3 separate regions of the Mus musculus genome follow, and all the other regions are linked to region 3. A link is a contact called in public HiChIP or PLAC-seq data. All regions are on one chromosome and are shown on one strand. The core of a region is the stretch at or near the end of the contact, and the rest is flanking DNA. Distances in the headings are between cores, read along the strand shown.

Region 1 (3,367 bases), core at 52-2,551, 170 kb before region 3:
TGGCCTCAGAACCTTTTTGACATCTGTGTCACGTAGGACATGTAGTTCTTAGACAACCCCTCCTTCCTGGCTGTGCTGGATTCTTCCTGTCTTCAGTGGCATCTCTATTCCTTCTTCCTCAGCCTCTTTCTTCACAAGCATATAACCGGTTTCCCGCCCCTGCCTGGGAACCCTTGCCACCGGTCAGCTTGGTGGCCAGCATGAGGCTCACAGATGGTGTACCCCTGGATGCCCGCTTGGCTGTGTCCACACTCCTCCCTCTGCCCCCATGAAGGTTTTGATGAACACAAAGCAAGTTTAATTTGTGGCCCCCACCCACATCTATCTGTCCCCTCATAGGTTTTGCCTTTCCTAACCGTTTGTGTAACTTCCTGTGCGTACAGAGGCAGGTTTGAGCACTCCATACCCAGCCATGAGCCACATGGAAAGGGAATGAGGAGTGTGGAGAGAGGAGGAGGCCCTGTCTACATTCTCTCATGATACCCCAATCCAAGAGAACCAAAAGCCTGAATCCAGGTCCCAGGTCCTGCCTACTCTGGGTTCAAGGCTACTTCTGCTTATCATAGGCAGTTGGTCGCCTCGTAGTGACCACCAGAGTTGGAGGGAGAGAAGTCTCTACCTCATAGGGCCTCCAAATGTGACAGATGACCCAGGCTTTCTAGACCTTTCCAACAGGATGGCCAAAGGCTGCCTTAGGGGCAGTTAAATGAACCTTCGATGGGGTTGGCTGGAGACAGCAGTGGACTGACTTTAGCACCTCTCCCCAGAGCCACGGTGGAGCCTAGCGAGGCCTGAGATCCCTTCTAGGAAGCTGACCACTGGGAGCCTTAGCAAGGCTGGGCCAATAGGCTGAGGGCCAGCAGGGTCGCCTTACAGGGATCCCTAGGCTTTGAATGGTAGAGCAATGGGATTAGCTGGCCGGCTTGGGTAGGGGAAGTTCTGGGCGGAGAAACAGGGGGCTTGGGGGAGGGGGAGGCTGGCCAGGGCAGAGGCTGGAGGAAGCTGCCCAAAGGCCGAGGCCCAGACAGACAGGAGGCATAAATGGAAGTGACAGGGTCAGGCCAGACCTTTGTCCTGCAGTCTGATTAGAAAGCCTGCCCTGGATTTCTGAAACTTTGGGATGTTGTCGGACAAACTGGAGCTTAATTCTGTCAGAGCGCTGGGGAGATTAGAATTGACATCCTGGGAGCACATTCCTGGCTGGGCAGAAATCCAGCCCCCGCTGGGAAAAACCTGTGAAAGCAAGGCCGGCCTATGGTGGCGGCAGGGGTGCTGTCAGCACCGGTGGCCACTCCAGCTTTGGGGCTTGGAGCCAGGAGTCTCTGGAAGGCCGGTCTATTTAGGCAGGATGCGTGGAAAGAAAGGAGTCTTAGCCAAGCCACTCCTGACACCGATCCCGTCCCCTGGTGGCACCGCCCGGAGTAGAACTCTGACGTTTAAGTCTCTAAAATGGGCCAAGTCTTCTTTCCAAACCCCCAGAGCTTCGCCTTCCTTCAACGTTACCTTGGGATGGCAAGAAGGATGCTTCCTGCGGAGCTGTAACAGCCATGGCCAGGAGGATGGCAGCAATAAGTTGTCTGGCTGAGTTCCCCTGGGGAGGGTGGTCGGCCGGCAGTGCCCATCACAAGAAGCCGAAGCCAAGGGTTCGAAAGGCCTCTGCCACTGTACCAACTAGGCCTCTTCCACCACCAGCCCCGTTAGCCTCAATAAACCAGGATGTGTCTTTCAAGATACATCCACCCTTTCCTCCAAGCTCCCAGGAAACATCTGCCAGTCTACTCAAGCAGAGAGCGACAGGCAAGGACCTATACCAGGAGTCACCTCTCACCTTCCCACCAAGAGATGGGTCTGGAGGACAGGGCTGGTAGCACACACCATAGCCCCAAGTCAGGCTGCTCCCAGTACCACTCCCCACTTCCTTCCTGACTCTAATGACTTTTAAATATTGGTAAATATTTTGGCTAAAGCAGGCTCTCTCGTGGCAGAGAGCAAAGCCGTGTGCAGTTCAGGACCTACAAATTATTTATTAAAGATCTGAGATGCGGTGCAATTATGTGGAAAGAACCCAAAAAATTAAATAAATAAGTAACAAAATAAATAAATAAATAACAGCCCCACTGGCCTCTTGAAGGCTTGGGGAGCGGCACACATGATTGCCGACTTGATGAAATCCCCCCGGATGTAATGAGCTGATTTTTCTGCTGTTAATATTGCATCTGCTGATGAAGGATTCGTTAGGATAATGGAACGAAGCTAAAATATAAATGACTCCCTGTCAAGGAGCAGCTTTTGTTTGTTGATCTCCTGACAGTTCCCGGGCCAAAGCAGGGGTTTCTGTGTGCGCACGCATTCCGGAACAGGCAGGAGGGATGGGGGACGAGAGCTCAGGGGACCCCCAGAGCGCTTGGCTTTCCCTACACCCCCAGTATCCTAGGTTTTCCCCTCGGGTTGGTCTGCCCGACCTTGGGAAGCTCTAGAGCCCTGGGGGGGCGGGGAAGTCATTAACTTGGAGCCCTATGGAGGGAGCTTGTTGCTCAGGGATCCAGGGTGGGAGCGGAAGTTTCTGTCTAGCTGGGCAGAGGGATATGCAGAGGCGGGGCTGGGGGCATTGGGATTTGCAGAGGCACTGTTTGCAGCCCGTGCACGCAGGGGTGTGGTGTTGTGTGGGAGATAGAGTCATAGCCACTTGAGGCAGAGTGTCCTGAGGGGAGGTCCACTGTAACGTGCCTTCCTTTCCTCTCTTTTCTCTTTCTTCCTTTCTGACAGAGCATAGCCCAGGATGTCCATGTACCCAGTGATAACCCGGATCTTCTGATCATCCTGGGTCCATCTTACAAGTGTTGGGCTCAAAAGTGTGCACCCCCACACCCAGTTTATGGGGTGCTAGAGATCTAACTGAGGGCCACATGCGTGCTAAACAAGCGGTCTGTCGATTTAGCTGGGCCAAGGGTGCATTGGAGGGTGGCTCAAACCCTGCCCAGGACAGAGAAGAAGGAGGACTCTTTTGAAATTACCACATCACCCTCCTACCCCAGCTTGACTCATCTGGTGCCTCTGTTGAGTTCCCATGTCTGACACCTCCTCTTCTGGGCTCTCACCTTTTCTCCTGTTGTACTGTGAGTTTTATTATGGTAAATATACATGCCATAAAGTTGACCAATGTGACCGCTTTAAGTGCACATTCGGTGGCAATACTCACAAGTTATACATCTACCACCAATATCTAGTTCCAGAATGTATGTGTGTGTGTGTGTGTATGTATGTATGTATGTATGTATGTATGTATGTATGTATGTATGTATGTATGTATTTTGGTTTTTCAAGTCAGGTTTTCTCTGTGTAGTCCAGGCTGCCCTGGTACTCATTC
Region 2 (3,209 bases), core at 140-2,639, 190 kb before region 3:
CTCATCTGCAAAATAGGCTTAAGAGCGATGTGGAAGCTGGGCAGTGGTGGCACACGCCTTTAAGACCAGCACTCAAGAGGCAGAGGCAGGTGGATCTCTGTGAGTTTGAGGCCAGCCTGGACTGAAGAGAGGGTTTCAGGACAGCCAAGGCTACACAGAGAAACCCTGTCTCAAAACAAAACAAAACAAAACAACAAAACGAAAAACAAACCCAAAAACAAAACAAGCAAACAAAAAGAGCAATGGGGAATGTTGGATTGTGGACCTGGGCCTGCTGGAATTGGAAGCCAGGTGCAGTTGGCTGAGAGAAGAATTCTGGACCTGTCTAGGCTGTTGAATCAGCCTTTCCCAGGGAGGGGCCTGGAAACCGCACAGATTTACCCTGCTTCTCAGAAACTTCCTGCTCACTAGAGTTCAGATGTTCTAAGTTTGTGGCTCTCGTTACCTCTGTCTTGGTAGCGCTTGGCCACCAGCAGCTCAGTGACCTCCTCTATGCTATCCAGACTCTGAGACATTGGGCCAGGAATGTGAGAGACAGAGAATGACTCTGGAGCACTTGGCTACCAGATATTATGGTGAATCTGCCTGGCCGGGGACGGCATAGGGGCGGGCATCAGAGCCTGGCTGAATCCTGCCCAGCAATGCTCCAAGCAAGGCTGGAGATACTGCCTGTCTGCAACAGGTTGGGACCAGGCGTCAAGAGCACCAATGCGTCCTGGGTAATGGTTAGAGGCTAGCCCAGGAAGGCCTGGACACAGTGTCCTTTGGGATCTGCCTTTAACTCTTCAATTCTTCCCCCACTGAAGGAAGGTCCCTGTGGTGGAGAGGGTGCCATTGATACAGGCCAGTCGCTTGGCAAGATCTGGCTGAACTAGCACATTTTCAAGCATATGTGCCCATAGCTACCCATAACCGCAAGGCCTCTGCCTCTGGGTGCCTAGAGCTCACGCTGTCACTTTGGTGACACAGAGACCTGTGCTGCCTGCCTGTTGGGTTGCACAGGACCGGTCCTTTGGTAAGTAGATGGCCATGACTTGAAAACTGCCTGACCCCATTTAAGGAGTGAGGGTTAAACTGGCCATCTGCTGTGAGTCCCTGAGGGCTCAGAATATAGAGAGAGGAGTCTTCGAGCCTGGGTGAAGACAGAACTACTGTCCCTGGCACTCAGCGAAGAGGCGCCTGCCAGCCCACCCCCTCCCCCAGCCAAAGTTTGATCCAAACAGGAGCAAACTTTGGGGACCGCCTTGGCGCTGCATGGAGCCAGGCTGAGCCTGCGAGTGGCAGCGAGAGCAGAGGGAGGCAGCCCAGGCAGCCCTGGCGCCTGACTCCACGGTCCCAAGTCCCCTCCCTGAGCTCCCGGTCCGCGCCCGCGTTTCCAGGCGCCTCTCTAGTCAGCTCAGAATGCAGCTTGGGGCCCGTGGCGGCTCAACCTTTCCCTCTCCCAGAGCCCCGGTCTAATCAACCCCTATAATTTATGCAGAAAATATGATTTATATTTAATTTCACCACACTTGCATTGTTAATTTGAGATGTAATTAACCCGTCGCCATGACAACTAATTTTGTGATGCCGTAAATTACCGCCGTCTTTTCATCAAAATTCAGTTACTTTGGCTCCTGTGTGCAATGTACTGATGCAATTAGGTTGCTAAGGGCAACTCAAAAGTGTTCAATTTCTTTTGTGCAACTGCACTGGGATAGAAGCTCCCTTGCGTCCTCCCAGGGTCCCGTCGGCCATGGGCAGGGGAGCTGGGGGCGAGCGGCCGCCCTAGAGGAATGCTGTTGGAAAAGGCGGACTGGGTGGGCGCCTGCTGCCTCTGCTTCTCTGCCTCGCACCCGCTTCTCTCAGTAATTGTTTTTAAACAGTGGCCCCTAGATATATGCCCCAGTTCCCCGCCACAGGATCACAGGGCTGCGGAAGGGTTTCAGCGGCTCTGACTCGGGCCGCAGACTTTCCTGTCCCAGGTAGCCAGGCGGTTCACCCAGAAAGAGCCAAAGCCACCTCCCCTTTCTTCTCTCCTGGTGTCTAACTTGTTTATATAGATCTTTCCCTCTCCCTCTCTCTTTCTCTCCCTCTCTCTCTCCACTTTTTTCTTTATTTAAAACAAAAACCCTCTGTGTTGCTTTTGTCACGTTAATTCCCATTTTGCCAACACCAGGGGCCCAGGCAGACGAGTTACCAAGGAACACAAAATTTTAATTAGTGTATTTTAATCATTCAGGCTTTCCGAGCTAATCCACACGCCCTAGAGAATTCCCGAGATGCAGCTCTGCCCTGCTTTACCATTTATTGTTGAGTCTATTATAATTACTGTTAGCAGGTGGGGACTGGGAGATGTTTATTATGAGTTTTTCATCTTTAGTATAATTACCGAAAAAAACAAAATAAAAAGATGTCGTTGTATTTTGTTTCCTAGAATTCTTTTTTTTTTTTTTCCAGGGGAGGGCATGGCTGTGGGGTTTTTTGTTTTGTTTTTTTGCCTTCTTCTTTCCAGGCAGGTAGGTGAGTTAAGAGTTTTAGTGCCAGAAGACTCTTTAAGTTCAGCGCCGAGCCCTGTTCCATACGCGATAGGCCCAGGAAAGTAGAATGGCTGCCAGCTCTGATGGACATCTGCTTTCTGAGGTCCCAGCTGTTGAGAGTAAGGTCTGAGGCCAATCGGCTGAGAGTACTGGTAGACCTACTTTGTGCTGGTGACTCTCTGGGTCTGCTCTGTCTAGAGAGCTGGCCAAAGCGCACCTGTTGGAGGTGGGCCTAAAATGCTGAGCAGTTATAAACTGGCTGTTAATATTTATTAAGTGTGTAGTACGTACCAAGCCTCACATTGTCTTCTTTAGCTGCATAGTTTTGCTAAATCCCTCAGCCCCACTCTGAAGCAGATACCAGTGTCAGTCAGATCCTATTTTACGTGGGAAGGCCAAAATGCACATTCCCAAGCTAAGAAGCAGCAGCAGGGAATTTAAACCTCAGAGCCCAGGCTCCCTCTCACTACACCACAAGCAGATCTTCCAGGTCTCATCAGAGACACCTCCTCCCAGAAGCCTTCCCGGATTTCCGGAGGCTGAGGCGTGTGCTCCTCGGATAGGTAGATGCCTGGTGACTTCTCCTAGGGCCTGACTGTCAGGAGGGTGGAGAGTTCCTGCCACTATCTCTGTTGAAGCCCAGCAGCTGAGGCCTCTAGTACAGGGGCAGCTTTTAGGAAGTGTGTAGGG
Region 3 (3,328 bases), core at 703-3,202:
AGCAAAACCACTGGAATGGCAAGAGGGGAATAACCTTGAGGTGGACATGCAGTCAGGAAGCCAAGCACAGAGCCAAAGTGCCCCCTAGCAGGAGCCAGTGGCGACGCAGGCCAGAGGTGGCCGCTCACACAGCTAACAGAGGTGGCTAACTCACACAGCCCAAATTAAGTGTTTTCACTCTGGGAAAATGAAATGTTTTGCAAGATGAAACAGAATGAAAATTGAGGTTTTAGGTAATTACTAGTTGGCATTTACATATCACGGGCTGGTTCAACACCTATTCATTTTCCTCTTTTATTTAAAAAATTGCTCATTAAAAATGAACAGATGACAGTGACAGGGTTTTAGGACTTTTTTTTTTAATTCTTTCTCCTTCTCTAAGGGGTACAAAATCGAGAGGTACATTTTAGCCCATTTATCTACAAATTAGCACACAAGCGTGCACATGCAAGCATGGGTGCACACATTTATATTTAATTTATATTAAACGTGTAAAAAGGAAATAAAAGAAAGGAAAGTCTATCCACAAAACCCTGAAGTTCACGAACTAAAGACAGTTAACTGAACTTAGGAAGGGATGGATATCATCAAGTGCCCTGGTGCTCAAAGAGTCAAAGGAAGGGCTCTCCCTTTCAGCTGGGATCTCCTGGTTGTGGTCACTGTGCCCTTCCTATTGCTGAGATGGGTTCCAGCCCTGTAGTGATTATGTATGCATGTGAGCCCTAATTTCCTTTGTTTTCTTTTCCTTGCTCCTTTTGTTTTTCACATTAAAGAATAAAACACCTCTGTAGAAGCACAGAGGAAAGCTGGGCGTGGTGGCACATGCCTTTAATCCCAGCACTTGGGAGGCAGACAGATTTCTGAGTTCGAGGCCAGCCTGGTCTACAGAGTGAGTTCCAGGACAGCCAGGGCTACACAGAGACACATTGTCTCGAAAAACAAAAACAAAAAAACAACAAAAAAAAAACAAAAAAACAAAAAACAAAAAAAAAGAAGCAGCAGCAGCAGCAACAGCAGCAGAGAGGAGTTGACGTGATTCAACATAATATATTTTAGGGGCTATTGTGTAAATCTGTATTTAGGGGAGTCTAAAGCATGCATTATTGACCCCAGCCTCTCTTAAAACATTGATAAATGAAGTAAAAGCCTCTATGAAAAGTGGCAACTTTGCATGTGCAAAAACTACCTTTCAAAGTGAAATCTCTCTGTCATTCACATTTTCCCCCCCCTTGGCCCTAGTTAAAAATACTGCGAGAGTGACTCCCCGTCACATGCCAGTGTTTTGTTGTTTTATGGGAATAGTTCTTCCAGAGAGGAATGTGGCGGTAAACTATCTTAAACCACCCACACTACTTAGTACCAAGTGACAGTGGTCTCAGGGACCAGGTGACTTGGGAGAGATTTTCCTGCTCAGCAGAGGACTCTGGGCCAACTTACTGCACAGAGGCAGCTGGAGCCTGGGGCAGGCGAGCCGCGGGGCAGGGCTGCAGATGCTGCACACCACTGAGTGCCCTCACTGCAGAAGGAGCGGAACACGCCAGCCGGCTATAGAGGAAATGAAAACCCCGGCCTCTGGGCTGAGAAGATCAAAGTTCCTTTTTAGGAAAGGTTGAGAAGGAAAAGGATTTTCTCCTTTAGGCAGAAAGAAAAGCAAATTTAAATGCCTTGTCCCCACACATCCCCACCTGAATTTCCACAGCAACCCCTCTAATTTCTGATGCAGCCAACAAAGCAGTTACCCAAAGAGGGGAGAAAAAAAGGATGACATTTGCCTTTTCCTTGGCTTTGAAATCCGACTGGCAGCGGATTGTTTGAAGTCCTGTTTAGAGAGGAAACTGTAATAGCCTCCATACTGAAAAGAGGAGGGAAATGCCATTATACACGGATCACGGTAGCAGTGACCTCAGCAGAGAAGGCAAACGAGCTGGCTCTGAGCCGGAGGTCGGTGAGCTAGCATGCCAGGAACAGAAATAAAAGGTTTACGCGCCAGAACTGAGTGGTAGCAAGAGTCGGAGACTTGATCCCGGGAAGCACCAACAAGAGCAAGGCACTCAAAGCCCAGAGCAGCATCTCTCCATAGCTCCTTGCTGCTCTTGTCCGCAGCCCCTCTAACTCCCTGCACTGCTAAAGAGGAAGCAGAAAACACCCAGGCTTTGTGTTGTAAAATTAATGAAGGTGTCAAGCTGCTGAGTTGAATCACTGCAAAGGAATGTAATGACTCAGTGTCCACGGTGCTGATGCTCCTAAGGAGAGCGGCGAGCTGGAGACCAGCACTAAAGCTATGCAGCAGGCCGGCCCCAGGACCTTCCTGATGATACCTGGGTTCCTTCTCTCTGCTGCTCGCTAAATGTTATGCTTTCCCAATTACTGCTCCGCTCAGGAGCTCAAGAGCTTGGCTCATAGAGAACTACTGCAGCTCCCACTTCTCAAGTCTGGGCCAAGTTCTCTCTTGTCATGCATGACTAAGCTGTGACAGGAACAAAGAAAGGTTGTGTCCCTGAAAGTGGCAACCTTAAGGATTAAGTCATCACTGGGGCTGGACACAAAATAAATGACTACCAGGTGGCATGTGAAGCACTCCCTCTGGAGGGCTTGACACCTGCTGATCACAGGGCAAGATGGGCTTGTGTGTTCCACGGGAGAGAATGTCGGCATCGGGAAATGTTGTCTCCATTACATGCACTGGCAGGCTCAGAATTCATAGCCTCCTGCCTCGGCCTGCCAAGATGCTGAGACTGCAGGAGTGTGCTGAAATATCTGTATAAGCTAAAACCTTCTGAGGAGTCATTAACTGGTACCTCGGACAGATAGCTAAGGGGGAAAGGGACTAAAGCATCGACAACTAAGGTTTGAATACAGAAAGGAGCTGCCACAGCCTACAAATAGCTTAAGTTCCAAGAATCTGGGGCTAGAGAGATGGATGGATGGCTCAGCAGTTAAGAGGACTGGATTCCATTCCCAGCACTCATAGATAGGCTCACAACTGTCTATAACTCCAATTCCTGGGGGATCCAACCCTCTTTTGGCATCTGCAGGCACCAGGCACACAAGTAGTACATAGACAAACATGCAGACAAAACACTCATACATGTTAAAGAAAATTAATTAGTTAATTAAAGATAGCAAAAGTTAGAAATGGCAGATTTGGACAGCTAAAGATCACCTGCAGCTCCACCAAGCAGCAGACCTGTGGCCGACACCAGACAACCAAGTCCTGACTCCTGCTGTCGCTCTAGAGCACTTCCTGGCCCTCTGCAGAGTAAAGCAGCAGTGTGACTCTGCACGCAGAGTGTGGTTCACGGCAGAGAATGCTGGCCGGCTCGAGGAT

What was found. HiChIP or PLAC-seq counts read pairs in DNA pulled down with a chosen protein or histone mark.
Region 1: a contact with region 3 is called in an H3K4me3 HiChIP or PLAC-seq map of embryonic midbrain, with 3 times the contacts expected there. The contact joins two enhancer-like sites. A contact is called at or near these places in 1 of 39 promoter capture datasets (liver), 1 of 484 Hi-C or Micro-C datasets (the N1E-115 cell line), 8 of 115 datasets of contacts at active chromatin or transcription factors (craniofacial prominence, embryonic basal ganglia, embryonic forebrain and 5 more) and 3 of 9 other capture datasets (adipose tissue, embryonic tail and liver).
Region 2: a contact with region 3 is called in an H3K4me3 HiChIP or PLAC-seq map of embryonic stem cells, with 29 read pairs. The contact joins two enhancer-like sites. A contact is called at or near these places in 8 of 39 promoter capture datasets (the C10 cell line, the HPC-7 cell line, cranial neural crest and 5 more), 1 of 484 Hi-C or Micro-C datasets (the N1E-115 cell line), 14 of 115 datasets of contacts at active chromatin or transcription factors (astrocytes, cardiomyocytes, craniofacial prominence and 10 more) and 1 of 9 other capture datasets (embryonic trunk).

The regions. Positions count from the first base shown.
Region 1 is chr4:148,880,195-148,883,561 of GRCm38.p6, forward strand. The region is part of intron 2 of Casz1 (castor zinc finger 1); the gene reads left to right. Among named protein-coding and RNA genes, the nearest start is that of Gm42352, 10 kb to the left of the region's middle. Within about 2 kb of position 1,302, at least 18 of the 459 cell types and tissues checked have an H3K27ac peak or open chromatin away from gene starts, as enhancers often do.
Region 2 is chr4:148,858,627-148,861,835 of GRCm38.p6, forward strand. All of the region lies in intron 2 of Casz1 (castor zinc finger 1), which reads left to right. Among named protein-coding and RNA genes, the nearest start is that of Gm42352, 11 kb to the right of the region's middle. RefSeq lists an enhancer at 845-2,330. Within about 2 kb of position 1,390, at least 54 of the 459 cell types and tissues checked have an H3K27ac peak or open chromatin away from gene starts, as enhancers often do.
Region 3 is chr4:149,047,524-149,050,851 of GRCm38.p6, forward strand. All of the region lies in intron 2 of Pex14 (peroxisomal biogenesis factor 14), which reads right to left. Among named protein-coding and RNA genes, the nearest start is that of Gm42351, 39 kb to the left of the region's middle. Within about 2 kb of position 1,953, at least 195 of the 459 cell types and tissues checked have an H3K27ac peak or open chromatin away from gene starts, as enhancers often do.